Linked DNA regions of Oryctolagus cuniculus: region 2 is linked to region 1. A link is a contact called in public Hi-C data. All regions are on one chromosome and are shown on one strand. Each heading gives the region's core, a stretch centred on a gene start, on an enhancer-like site or on the middle of the called end of the contact. The rest is flanking DNA. Distances are from core to core; before and after follow the strand shown.

The links. A called contact is a pair of places that touch in the nucleus more often than the background predicts.
Region 2: a contact with region 1 is called in a Hi-C map of psoas muscle, with 13 times the contacts expected there. The contact joins two enhancer-like sites. A contact is called at or near these places in 4 of 6 Hi-C or Micro-C datasets (ear pinna, psoas muscle, skin fibroblasts and 1 more).

Annotation. Positions count from the first base shown.
Region 1 is chr14:88,210,544-88,216,111 of mOryCun1.1, forward strand. No RefSeq gene overlaps it. Among named protein-coding and RNA genes, the nearest start is that of CD180, 48 kb to the left of the region's middle. Within about 2 kb of position 2,483, at least 1 of the 8 cell types and tissues checked has an H3K27ac peak or open chromatin away from gene starts, as enhancers often do.
Region 2 is chr14:89,175,909-89,181,476 of mOryCun1.1, forward strand. The region is part of intron 2 of PIK3R1 (phosphoinositide-3-kinase regulatory subunit 1); the gene reads left to right. Among named protein-coding and RNA genes, the nearest start is that of PIK3R1, 38 kb to the left of the region's middle. Within about 2 kb of position 3,428, at least 3 of the 8 cell types and tissues checked have an H3K27ac peak or open chromatin away from gene starts, as enhancers often do.

The DNA.
Region 1 (5,568 bases), core at 1,233-3,732:
TGATTCCCTCCATGATAAATCTTGAATCAGCTGGATGCTGATTAAAGTAGAAGTGAGGGTGACTCAGAAGCATCTTGACAGGAGCAGAAGACCTGGGGTTTTTGTTGAAGTTTTTGACTGTGTCCTCTAATTGTTCTGAAACATTGAGAAGAACATCATTTATTTACTTGTTCCTTAGTTTATTTATTCCTTCATTTGTATTATGAAGGAGACTTGAATGCCAACTGTAGAGACGTGAATGACAGGACCTGGATCAACTGCCAGCTGCAAGGTTTTGTTGCTTAGGAGAAAGGTGTGTTGTTTAGAGTCTAGCCTGCTAGTTGTGATTTCAACGTCTTCCAGGTTCTAAAAGAGCCACCTGCTTGTTGTTGCCATGGCATTCTCGCCGTGTGCCTGTTTTGCCTATGATTTGCTACACTTGAAATGTGGTGGGACTTGGTGAAGTTCCCAGCTCCTGCAGACCACAGGAAGCACAGACAGGTACCTGCTTGCTTCTCCAAGCTGCAGACATTCCTTGGCACGGGTTGTGCAGCACATGCTGTACTTCCTGTGTCGTGCCCACCCCCAGCTGTCAGGCCCTCACCCTGGAGGGCCTGGGGGAGGACATGGGAGTGTTGTGTTGATTTGGGCTCAGAGTCAAGCAGTCTATTTTAGAAACCTTTGGAGACTTAGTTTAGGAATATGAAAAAGTTTAATGAAAGAGATTTGCAGAGTTGGCTAGAAATTTGTTAACGAGATGGAAGAGTCATACCTTATCTTGAAAGTTAATCAACCAATAAATTATTTCAATATGGTATATCTTTTTCTCTTAATAAAGAGACAGTAAAGTGTTGCCAAGAACATGGCAGAATTTTTGGTGCTCTCCTTGGAATCTGCCTTCTGCCTTTCTTTTTATGAGCTTCCACTCCTCTCACATACAGAAAAACAGCAGGCAGAAAAGGAAATTTTATGGAAAATCACCAGATGCAGAGTCAGGAATCAAATTGAGGTTTTTAGGGTCCAGTTCCAGTACACTATTTTGGCATTGCAAACAACCAGCTAGGTATTTAATAGCTAATCAACAAGAATGTGGCTCCAGTTTTGAGATTCACATGCACTAAAAACCAACGATTAGTGAACAAGTCACAAAACAGAAGCTTAACTAACAGTAATTTGTTTACACAAAAACCCATTCCATAAAGAAAACTAAGTAGCATTTTTAATAGTAGGTTTGTATAATAAAGTGATGGCAAGACATAAAACTGAGGAACTAGAAGATAGAGGTTGGGGTCAAAGGCTGATAGGAACTTTACCAGAGGGCTCCAAGTCTGTTAGGAAGGCTCATGCAGCTGTTACCATTTGGCCTCACATCTGGACTCAGGCCAAGCCGAATGCAAGTGTACAAAGGACCACAAGACCAAAAGTAAGAACACAGAAGCGTGTTCTGACAAAAATATCATCTCTGAATGCTTACATTTTCAGTGCTCCTTAAATCACTCCTTTTACTGCACATGCATTAGCACAAATGTTCAATAGGGTGCATGTGTGTATTGTCAGAGAATGGAGTTCAAAGCAGGCCAGTTTTGCTGGCAGATGAAGGATTAGGCGGGAACTCAGCACCCTGAAGTTGAAGTCCTGAGGGCCATCCTGAATTGGGGCAGGGACACAGAATAGGAAGTCAGAAGGTCTGATGACTGTCAGGAACTACAGCACAATTTGGGTTTTTGTTTACCAGCACTGGTTCTAGTGCAACTGATTACAACATCAAAGAAAGGGAAGGGCCAAAGATTGCTTTACAGAGAAATGCATGTGCTTAGTTCTAAGTAAAGAAAGCAAATGGGCAAGGGATAGTGTCTCCTTCTAAGAAGCTGCAGAACATCTTGCTTTGATGTTAAATTTTAAAGGCTCGTTCTAGGAAGGCCAAGTTCAGACTCGGGAAAGCAGAGAGTTCAGATTGGCCTGACTTTGCCTCCTAGCCTTTCACAAACTTTCAGGAGTCATAGTGTGTTGCAAGGGACAGGTGTCTGCTCATGAGCTTAGGTGCCCACTCTGGGTTGCCTGGGTAATGATTCTGCCAATGCTGGGCCTTTCTGTCTGCCAGTAGGAGATGCTGTGACAAGCTCAACTTCTCTCAGTTGGCATCTAAACTGGTCACCAGTCTATCTGTACTGCCTGTAACAAGGTCACTTTCTGCTTAAATAAATCATAGAGACAGGGTCAATGTTCCTTTACTAAGCTATAAGCCTCATGGCTTGTCCATCAGACTCTCTTGGTTCCACTCTGGGGATAGTGGGTGATCCCAGCCTTCTCTATGTTTGCTGAGTCTAGCTGTGCAAGTCTTCATTATCTCCGGTAATGGGTATGGGTTCTTTCACCAACCCATACTTGATGGCTTTATGGGGTTCTCTCCAAGATCCAGGCTTTACAAGTTGCAATCCTCAAGAGCTCTTACTCTTTAAAGTCCAAGTTTAAATCATGACCCAGAGGTCCTAGAATAGCACAGAGCACATGGTGTTTTCTTTCCTACTAAAATTCCCCTTGTGTTCAGGGTTATCACTCGTCATGCTTAGGCACCACTGTGGCCTCACAGGATGAAAGCTCCCTCCACTTACGTTCTCCTCTCTTGCTCGTGAATTGTACTGTTTCTTTGCAGGTGAATCTTAAGTAGGCCCTGAAAAGAGGAACTCATGGTCAGATTTCACCCTTGGCTCCCAAGTGAATGACGCAGAACACCGTGGAAAGCCGTGTCAACACAATCACTGTCACTAATGATTATTTATCCAGTTCCAACCCTGCTGCTCTTCTCTGCAGGCTGTGTGCTGGCGAGCGCTGCGTGGGTAACAAATACGGGTCCCAATGTCATGAAAACAGGACGACAGCCTTATGCAAGTGTAAGTCATCACTCGGTTATTAGTCTTTTTATTGTTACTGGAACATTGGTTAATTCAATTCTGTACTCTGAATTGAACTTTAACCAGGATTAGTTTTTCTGACAACTAAGGACACTGCTCATAAATGGGGGAAAATAAGAATTGAATTGGTTTCTCACAAGTCTTTCTTTTAAGCTTTGAGGAGAGTAGAACCCTGTGGTTCCTATTGTTGTTTTAACAGAGTTTACTGTGTCAATTCAAATAGGCCGCGAGTCCATAGTGTCCCCTGAGCAGAACATCTACTTATAATCAAAGCCTAGGGTTGCATTTTGCATACACTAGGGACATTGAGCTCTGCGTATCGACCACTTTAGATATTAACAAAGAATTTCATTACATTTTAGATGGAAATATACATCATTAAGTAACATGGAAAACTAGTGCTATTTAAAATGAAATACTATTGAAACACAGACATTATAATAAATTGAGAATTTTAGGAACATTGGAAGATTTGCTTTCCTAAATCTTTTATACCTAGTACCTAGAATTTTGTTGATCATTGATCAGAATCTCTGGTTCAAGACATAGTACAGTTTAAAATTACTTATTTATTTAAGAGGCAGAGAGACACACAGAAAAAACCAGCACTCTGATTCATTGGTTCACTTCTCAAATGCCCACAATGGCTGGGCCTGCGCCAGGTCAAAGCTGGGAGTTGGGAACTCAATCCAGGTCTCCCACATGGGCAGTGGGAACCTAATTACTTATGACATCATCACTGCCTCCCTAGTCTGCATTAGTGAAAAGATGAAGTCAGGAGCCAGAGCCAGGAATTGAACCCAGCTACTCTGATTGGAGACTCCGGCACCCTAACTGGCATATTAACTGCGAGGCCAAATGCCCACTCCAACAATATCTTTAATAATACGATGAGCTCCCAGGAGCCCACTAACCAGCTCCTGAACAAGGACATCACCAAAAGGAAAGTCGATTGTTCCTATTAATTTTGGTGGCAAATTAGCTTGCATTGTCCTCAGTGGATTGTTTTCTTTATCATTATTCTCCTCCTCATAATTATTGTTATTATTTTCTTAAGGCTGAGCAACATTTGTTTAAAAATACATCCACCAGGTCGGCACCGCGGCTCACTAGGCTAATCCTCCGCCTTGTGGCGCTGGCACACCGGGTTCTAGTCCCTGTCGGGGCGCCGGATTCTGTCCCAGTTGCCCCTCTTCCAGGCCAGCTCTCTGCTGTGGCCTGGGAAGGCAGTGGAGGATGGCTCAAGTGCTTGGGCCCTGCACCCACATGGGAGACCAGGATAAGTACCTGGCTCCTGGCTTCGGATCAACACGGTGCGCCGGCCACAGTGTGCTGGCTGTGGCAGCCATTGGAGGGTGAACCAACAGCAAAGGAAGACCTTTCTCTCTGTCTCTCTCTCACTATCCACTCTGCCTGTCAAAAAAAAAAAAAAAAATACATCCACCATTAAATTTCATCTCAACAGGCTTTGCAGTCTGCGTGCCATAGAGGATTAAGCTACTATAACTGAGCCTGGATACTTTGCATAAATAAAAATGTACCATGAGCCTTTGAGAGTCCTTTATCTGCAATAGCAAGGTGAACTGCTAATGAGAGAATTGCATTCCCAGAAGGTATCACTACCCCACATTCCTGAGGCTTCCTGATTATTTAGTCGCAATCCTTCATTCATTCATTTATTCAGAGAAAAATTCCCGAGTACCAGGCACTGGATTTGGCTCTAGGATTCTAGACCGCAAATACACAGAATTGCAGAAATTCATTGAAATTCAAACTGATGAGTGGGAGAAAAGTTCTGTGCAAGGAAGTGTTTTGAGCAGGGAAAGGCTGGGACGTGGTTTTCTGAGAGTTGGGGAAAGCACCAGAGGAGCTGAGAGTTGTTGTAGGGATTTTCCAGATGAAGAAGAGGTGGCGTTTTAACACAACACTGAATGAAGCAGATATTTGATGGAGGGCAAGAGAGGAGATGTAAGACTACTTAGCCTCTGCTTCCTCTTAGACAGCCTGCTGGCTTTGTCAAGTTGTTTACTCTTGCCACAAGTCAGGGAGGGAAGACCATAGAACTGTCCCGAGACCCTATCTTGTGGCTGGATTTTATTATAGGTAGGTATCATTGGAGCTCTGTATGTATGTATGTATGTATTTATGAGGAGTAGAGAGAGTGAGCTCCCATCTGCTAGTGCCATCCTCAAGTCACCCTCTCTCATGGACTATGCATGTTCACTGAGTCACTCCTCAAATGCCTGAAATGTTTGGGATTGGAGTTGGGCTGGGGCTGGGGCGGTAGCCAGGAGCCAGTAGCCAGGAGCCAGGAGCCAGGAATGCAATCCAGAACACCAACCTGGGTGACAGGAACCCAGTAACTAGAACCATCATTGCTGTCTCCCAAGATCTGCATGAGCAGGAAGCTGGAGTCAGGAGCTGTAGCCGGGAATTGAACCCAGGTACTCTGATATGGGATGCTGGTGTCATAACTGCTATGCTAAACATGGGAGTTCAGCTTATTGAAGATATGAAAGATACGCCTGTATGAGCTTGGGCTGGACAATGTAGGGATCTAATGAGAAGCAAGCACATATTTGTGAAACGCCATTGTGGCGCCAACATCTCCTTTAAACCCAAGGATGAGAAAATATACTCTAATACCAGCAGTATTACAATGCTATTCTGGAGGGAG
Region 2 (5,568 bases), core at 2,178-4,677, 970 kb after region 1:
CCCTGCCCCTGGCTGGCTGACCGACCCCCTGGCCTTGGGCACCTGATGCCCTGCAGTGTGTGTCTTCCTTCAGCTTTGCCACCTGCCCTGCTCCCACACTGCCGCCCTTCTCTTTCCCCTGGGATCTGGGGGCTGGGGCTTCAATGCCCCTCCCCCCTCCTCAGACGGTTAGAGCAGGGGGAGGGTACAGGTGCCTCCCGCAGGATCTGGAATCTCAGGGACAGGCTCCAGCTTCTGAAGACAGTGGAAACCCACGTGTTGTTCTCTGGCTGTGCCCTGCCTCCTGCTTCTGGAACCTTCGCGTCAGCCCCCATCCCTCAGCTCCGTCTGCCCCCTTACCTCTGGCGTCGGTCATGAAGGGGAGGGCGGAAGGAGCTGTGCTGTTTCCATTGCTCTTGACATCCGTCGGTAGAGAATAGAGACTATCGTATGTGAGTTCCCAGATTCGTGTCCCCGCAGTGACGGCACCCACAGTGTCACCGGAACACGCGCATGTGTAGGCAGTCAAACCCAGAACCACTTCAGTGAACTAGACTCCGGTGGTCTCGCATCTGGGGTCTGCACTGCTTCTCACATTTCTGGGGGAAAATGTGTTGTGGGTTTTACACAGCTGGCTTACAAATGAGCTGTGGCAACGCAATCCATATGTAAGCTAGAGACTTCCTGCTGAACACTCAGCCAGGCGAGCCCTGGCCTTGTTAGCTTGCCTGGGTGTCTCCAGCCTTTAGTTCCTAAAGCAGCATTGCGTGGGGACTTTGCTCTCTTGGGGTTCTTTGGGTTAGTTATGAGATTTCCAAAGCTGATTACTGGCATCACTGAGCTAAAGGAAGCCCAATCCATGGCCTTGAAAAGGTCCACAGTTGCTGTGTTTACCTTTTTTTTTTTTGATTGATTGATTTTATTTGAAAGAGTGATAGAGAAAGATGACACAGAGAGAGTTAAACATAGGAGTGGGAATAAGAGAGGGAGGAGATATATAGCTCGGCACAGGCTCACTCGGATTTACCTCCAGTGGTGGAACTAGAAATGTGCCAGGGGATTTCAACTCAGTCTTATCAAGGAGACAGGTACCAATGCCAGCGCACTTGGTAAAGTGATAAGTATAATACACAACCGATCAAAAAAGATAGGGTAAGTGTCGAAGAGATTTTACAAACAAGACCAGTGTAAGCAAATAATGAAGGATAGAATTAAAAGGGAGAGAATGATCCTGCGGGGGAGGCAGGACATAACAGCAGACTCATAGAATGGCAAATGCCCAAAACAGCACTCCAGCCTCAGAATCACCCTTGGGGCATTTGGATCTGGCTAAAAGGTCCATGAGAGTCTCACAGGCATGGGAAGCCATGACACGGTGGCAAAAAACAATCCAAATGAAAGATCCTGGTGAACAAGACCCCAGCGGAAGGAACAGGCCATCAAGGAGAGAGGCGCCTTTCTCTGAAGGGAGGAAGGAACCTCCACTGTGATATGGCCTTGACTAAACAAGTTCACAGTCGGTGAACTCAAGGGGCTTCCATAGCCTAGACAGCTCATGGCAAGAGCCTCAGGTGATTGCTGATGCCATAAATAAGAGTGCCAATTGTTAAATCTACAACGGGAGTCACTGAGTACAGGCTCCCCACGTAGGATCTCTGTCCTTAATGTGTTTTACTATGAAACTTAAAGACAACACTACTAGTCAAACAATACCCTATACCTCGTGCGGTTGTGTGAGTGCAGCCTGTTGAAATCCTTGCTTAGTATATACTAAGTTGATCTTCAGTATATGAAGGTAATTGAAAATGAAACTGGATGAAGGGCGGGATGGGAGAGGGAGTGGGAGAGGGGAGGGCCGCGGGAGGGAGGGAGGTTGGGGGAGGAGCCACAACAATATAAAAGTTGGCACTTTGTAAATTCACATTTATTAAATAATAAAAAGAAAAAAGAAAGACACAGCAAAAGAAATCTCCCATCCATTGGTTCACTCCCCAAATGGCTGCAATAGCTGGGGCTGGGCTAAGCTGGAGCCAGGAGCCTAGAACTCCATCTGGGTCTTGCCCATGGATGGCAGGGGCCTAAGCATTTGGGCCATCCTCCACTGCTTTGCCAGGCAGATTAGCAGGGAGCTAGATTGGAAGTGGAGCAGCCAAAAAGAACTGGCACTCCAGTATTGGGTGCTAGTGTCCCAGGTGGCAGCTTCACCCACTGCGCTGGCTGGCTGCTGTGTTACCTTTGATGCACATTGTCAGTCTATCTGGTGCTCTGCACTTGTTGCCTTGTGATTTGCCAAGCAAGAGAAGTGAGAGAAATGATTAACTTCTAAATACCAAAATCAGCACTTGGGTATTAAAGAAGAGTCCTCAATCCAGTGAGCCTGCCATGAGTTCCTGCCACCACTTCTAAGAAGGAGCCTGCGTGAACCACCCTAGGATTGTTAAATTTTTCACCTTCCTCTTTGGCTAGAGAGATTGTTGTATGGTAGACAGTAAAGTCATCCATCGTGTTGGCCAGCATGGCCTGGGTTATGGCTTTCAAAGCCCCTGCATTGTAGGTTTGATTTAAAGATAATTTCTTTTTTTTTTAAAGATTTATTTACTTTATTTGAAAGGCAGAGTTATAGAGAGGCAGAGAGAGAGAGAGAGGTCTTCCATCCACTGGTTCATTCCCCAGATGGCTACAACACGTCAATCTGAAGCCAGGAGCCAGGAGCTTCTTCCAGGTCTCCCAAGCGGGTGCAGGGGCAGATGGCCCAAGTCCCATCTTCCACTGCTTCCCCAGGCCATAGTAGAGAGCTGGATTGGAAGTAGAACAGCTGGGACTCAAACCGGTGTCTATATGGGATGCTGGCACTGCAGGTGGCGAATTTACTCACTAAGCCACAGCGCCGGCCCTAAAAGAAAATTTCATAACATATAGTAGGCACATATTTTTGATCAAACCTTTGCACCCATCTGCCGTAGCCGTAGTGGGCGAGAGACACCGCAGAGGTTCTTGGGAAGGAAGGTGAAAGGGGGCGGTGGCGTTTCTGAATTGGAGTTTTAGCATGCCCTGTCATGTGCTGTTCTTCAAGGCATTATTTTTATGATGAGTCTGTCTTTACGAGCACTGCTGGCCCTTGAGGGTTTTACTTGTCTGGCAGCGCTAAGGGCGCTGGCCACAGGGAAACCGTTCACCCGCCCGTGCAGCAAGTGCATCTGAGGGTGCCTGCGTTGGTCTTCAGGTGGAGGGGCAAGGGAAGGTGCCTGTAGACCTGGGGGAATCAGTAGCCCACTTCTGATGGTAGACCCGGCTGTAAAACCCAGGAAGTTGTTTCCTGCGTGTGAACTACATACAACTCCTATTCTTTGTTTCAAGTGTCCCATTCTCTTCCGTCCTCCACACGTCACAGGTTTTACACTGGAGTCTGTGTAGCCGTGGAGGGGAGCTTTCAGTTGATCACATTCTGAGAAAGGAGCAAACTGCTCCACCGGATCAGGAGTTCCCTGGAGCCCTCGCCCTGCTGTGTGCGGGAGCAACGGGCCTTGGAGACACTCCGGTTGGATCATGCCTGTGGACTTGCAAATCGCTGCTTCAAGTTCACCAGCAGGAATGAGGCAGCCTTCAGGAAGGTTGTTAAGACCTTTGTGTCTGCCAAGTGTGTGAGCGCCCCCTCCCTCCTCTGCCTGGACTGTGGCGCAGCAGCTGGTCAGAGGCCCAGCAGGGAAGAGCGAGGTTGGTTCCTGGCACCCCTGGAGACACCCACACCCCGAGCCACCCTGTCCTGAACCCACGCATCAGCAGAATCACAGGCGCAATCTCAGGCCGGCTTGAGCTCGCGCGTGATGACGGGCAAGTGCCTGCGTCTTTCATTGTTCCGTTGCCGTAGGAGATGCTGTTTAAGTTAGCAAAGCTTGAAGCTAGTGAAACTACTGATTTCACCAAAAAAAAAAAAAAAAAAAAAAAAAAAAAAAAAAATCAGGGGCTAAGGGGAGGGTGTGTAGCCTTTAAAAGTGTGGTGAAGCCATCAAGTTTACAAGAAAAAGTAGGATCAAATGTGGTTTCAATTTGTTGTACTGGGCTCAAGATGATAATATTTCAATAGTGAACTGCAGGGATTTGAGCGTACGTGCGCAGGCTCGCCCTCTGCATTTCAGAATTTGAAGCTATTTAGAAGTTCTAGTTTGTTTCTGCCCCCAAGTCCATTGTTTGATAGTAAGTTAGAAATTTTCAAGGGACGTCACTGAAAATCAGAACTCAGTGTGCAGGATGTGGCCCAGAGATCTGCAGCCTCTTTGTGTGTAGAGAGAGGAGCTACTTTTAGTTTCCCTGGAACGCTTGCCTTTCGGGGGCTCGGCGTGGAGGGAGAGTTGCACGACCCAGGCTAACGTGGCTTGAGCCCCTCTGCCATCCAGGGGCGTCTGCCCCATAGCAGGGGTCTGCAGAATGGGCGTGAGCAAGGCATCGTGGAAAACTACGCATGCCCTGCAAGTTTTTTGGCATCAAAATAGATTTATCCGTTAAACAGATTTGTTTACCTTTGAACTCCACTTTGTTCGTGAACTGTGTGAAGCTCCCTTCACATCCTTTTTTTTCTGCCACAACTTCCATCTATCCGCTACTGCGAGTATTGTTTCCCAAGTCGTACCTGACATGCTATTTAACAAGAAAAATTAACTCTGTGCCTGGCGTAAGTAATTCAGGGTGAGTGGGAATGTATTTACCTTGTCCCCTCTTCCAGCAATATTGATAATTATCTGTATTGCTGTGTATTTTTCTCCCCAAGTAGCCATAATATGCATACGTTTTTCTCACCTGTTTCTGTTACCTGGGTTGAAGAAGTAATGCTTGGTGGCATTTCTGCCTGCCACGGTTTTCCTTTAAAGCCAATTTCCCGTCTGTCTTTGTAATTACACTTTGAGCTGTGGTTGACCAGTCTGTGATTTGTCATGACACTTACCCTGCATTTCGGACAAGGATTTATTTGTCCCATGGGGTTCGAGCTGGAATGAGAGGAAGAGCCAACCAGCAAATGGAATTATTCTGGCTTCTGAAAAGCCTCAGCCTTTTTAAAAGAAGGCTCTGAGAATTTTTTTTTTTTTAAATATATTCTTGGGAAGAAACTGGGTTTGTGAGTACTTGGCTAGAAATTTTAGGAAAGGAAAGAACATTTCCTCTGGCCCCAGGAGCATATTCAATGTGAAATATTACTGTTTTTAAAAGAGCCAAGCTTAAATTTATCTTTGGATCATTTATTTGACTTGAAAATAAATGGATCTAGTCCTTATAAAAAATGTTCAGAATCCTAGTTTAGATAAAATGGTATTTTAGAAAGCCAGGCGTGATGCTCCCACCATGTGCTCTTAATTAAAAACAGCTGGGACTTGCAGAGGTGTTTGCAAATATCTCCCCCGAGCCAGGGACTGGTGAGATCTGGTACAAGTTAGTTCCAGCTGCACACATTTGCCTCATGAGAGCCCTTGATGGTAAATGAAACTCGGCGTCCTACGTGCTTTGGTGCAGTCACATTTTCTCAGCCCTTGACTAAGCAGGTGGAAAGTTTACACAGCCAGGGGGACGGGTGGAGACAACGCACGGGAAACCCACCTG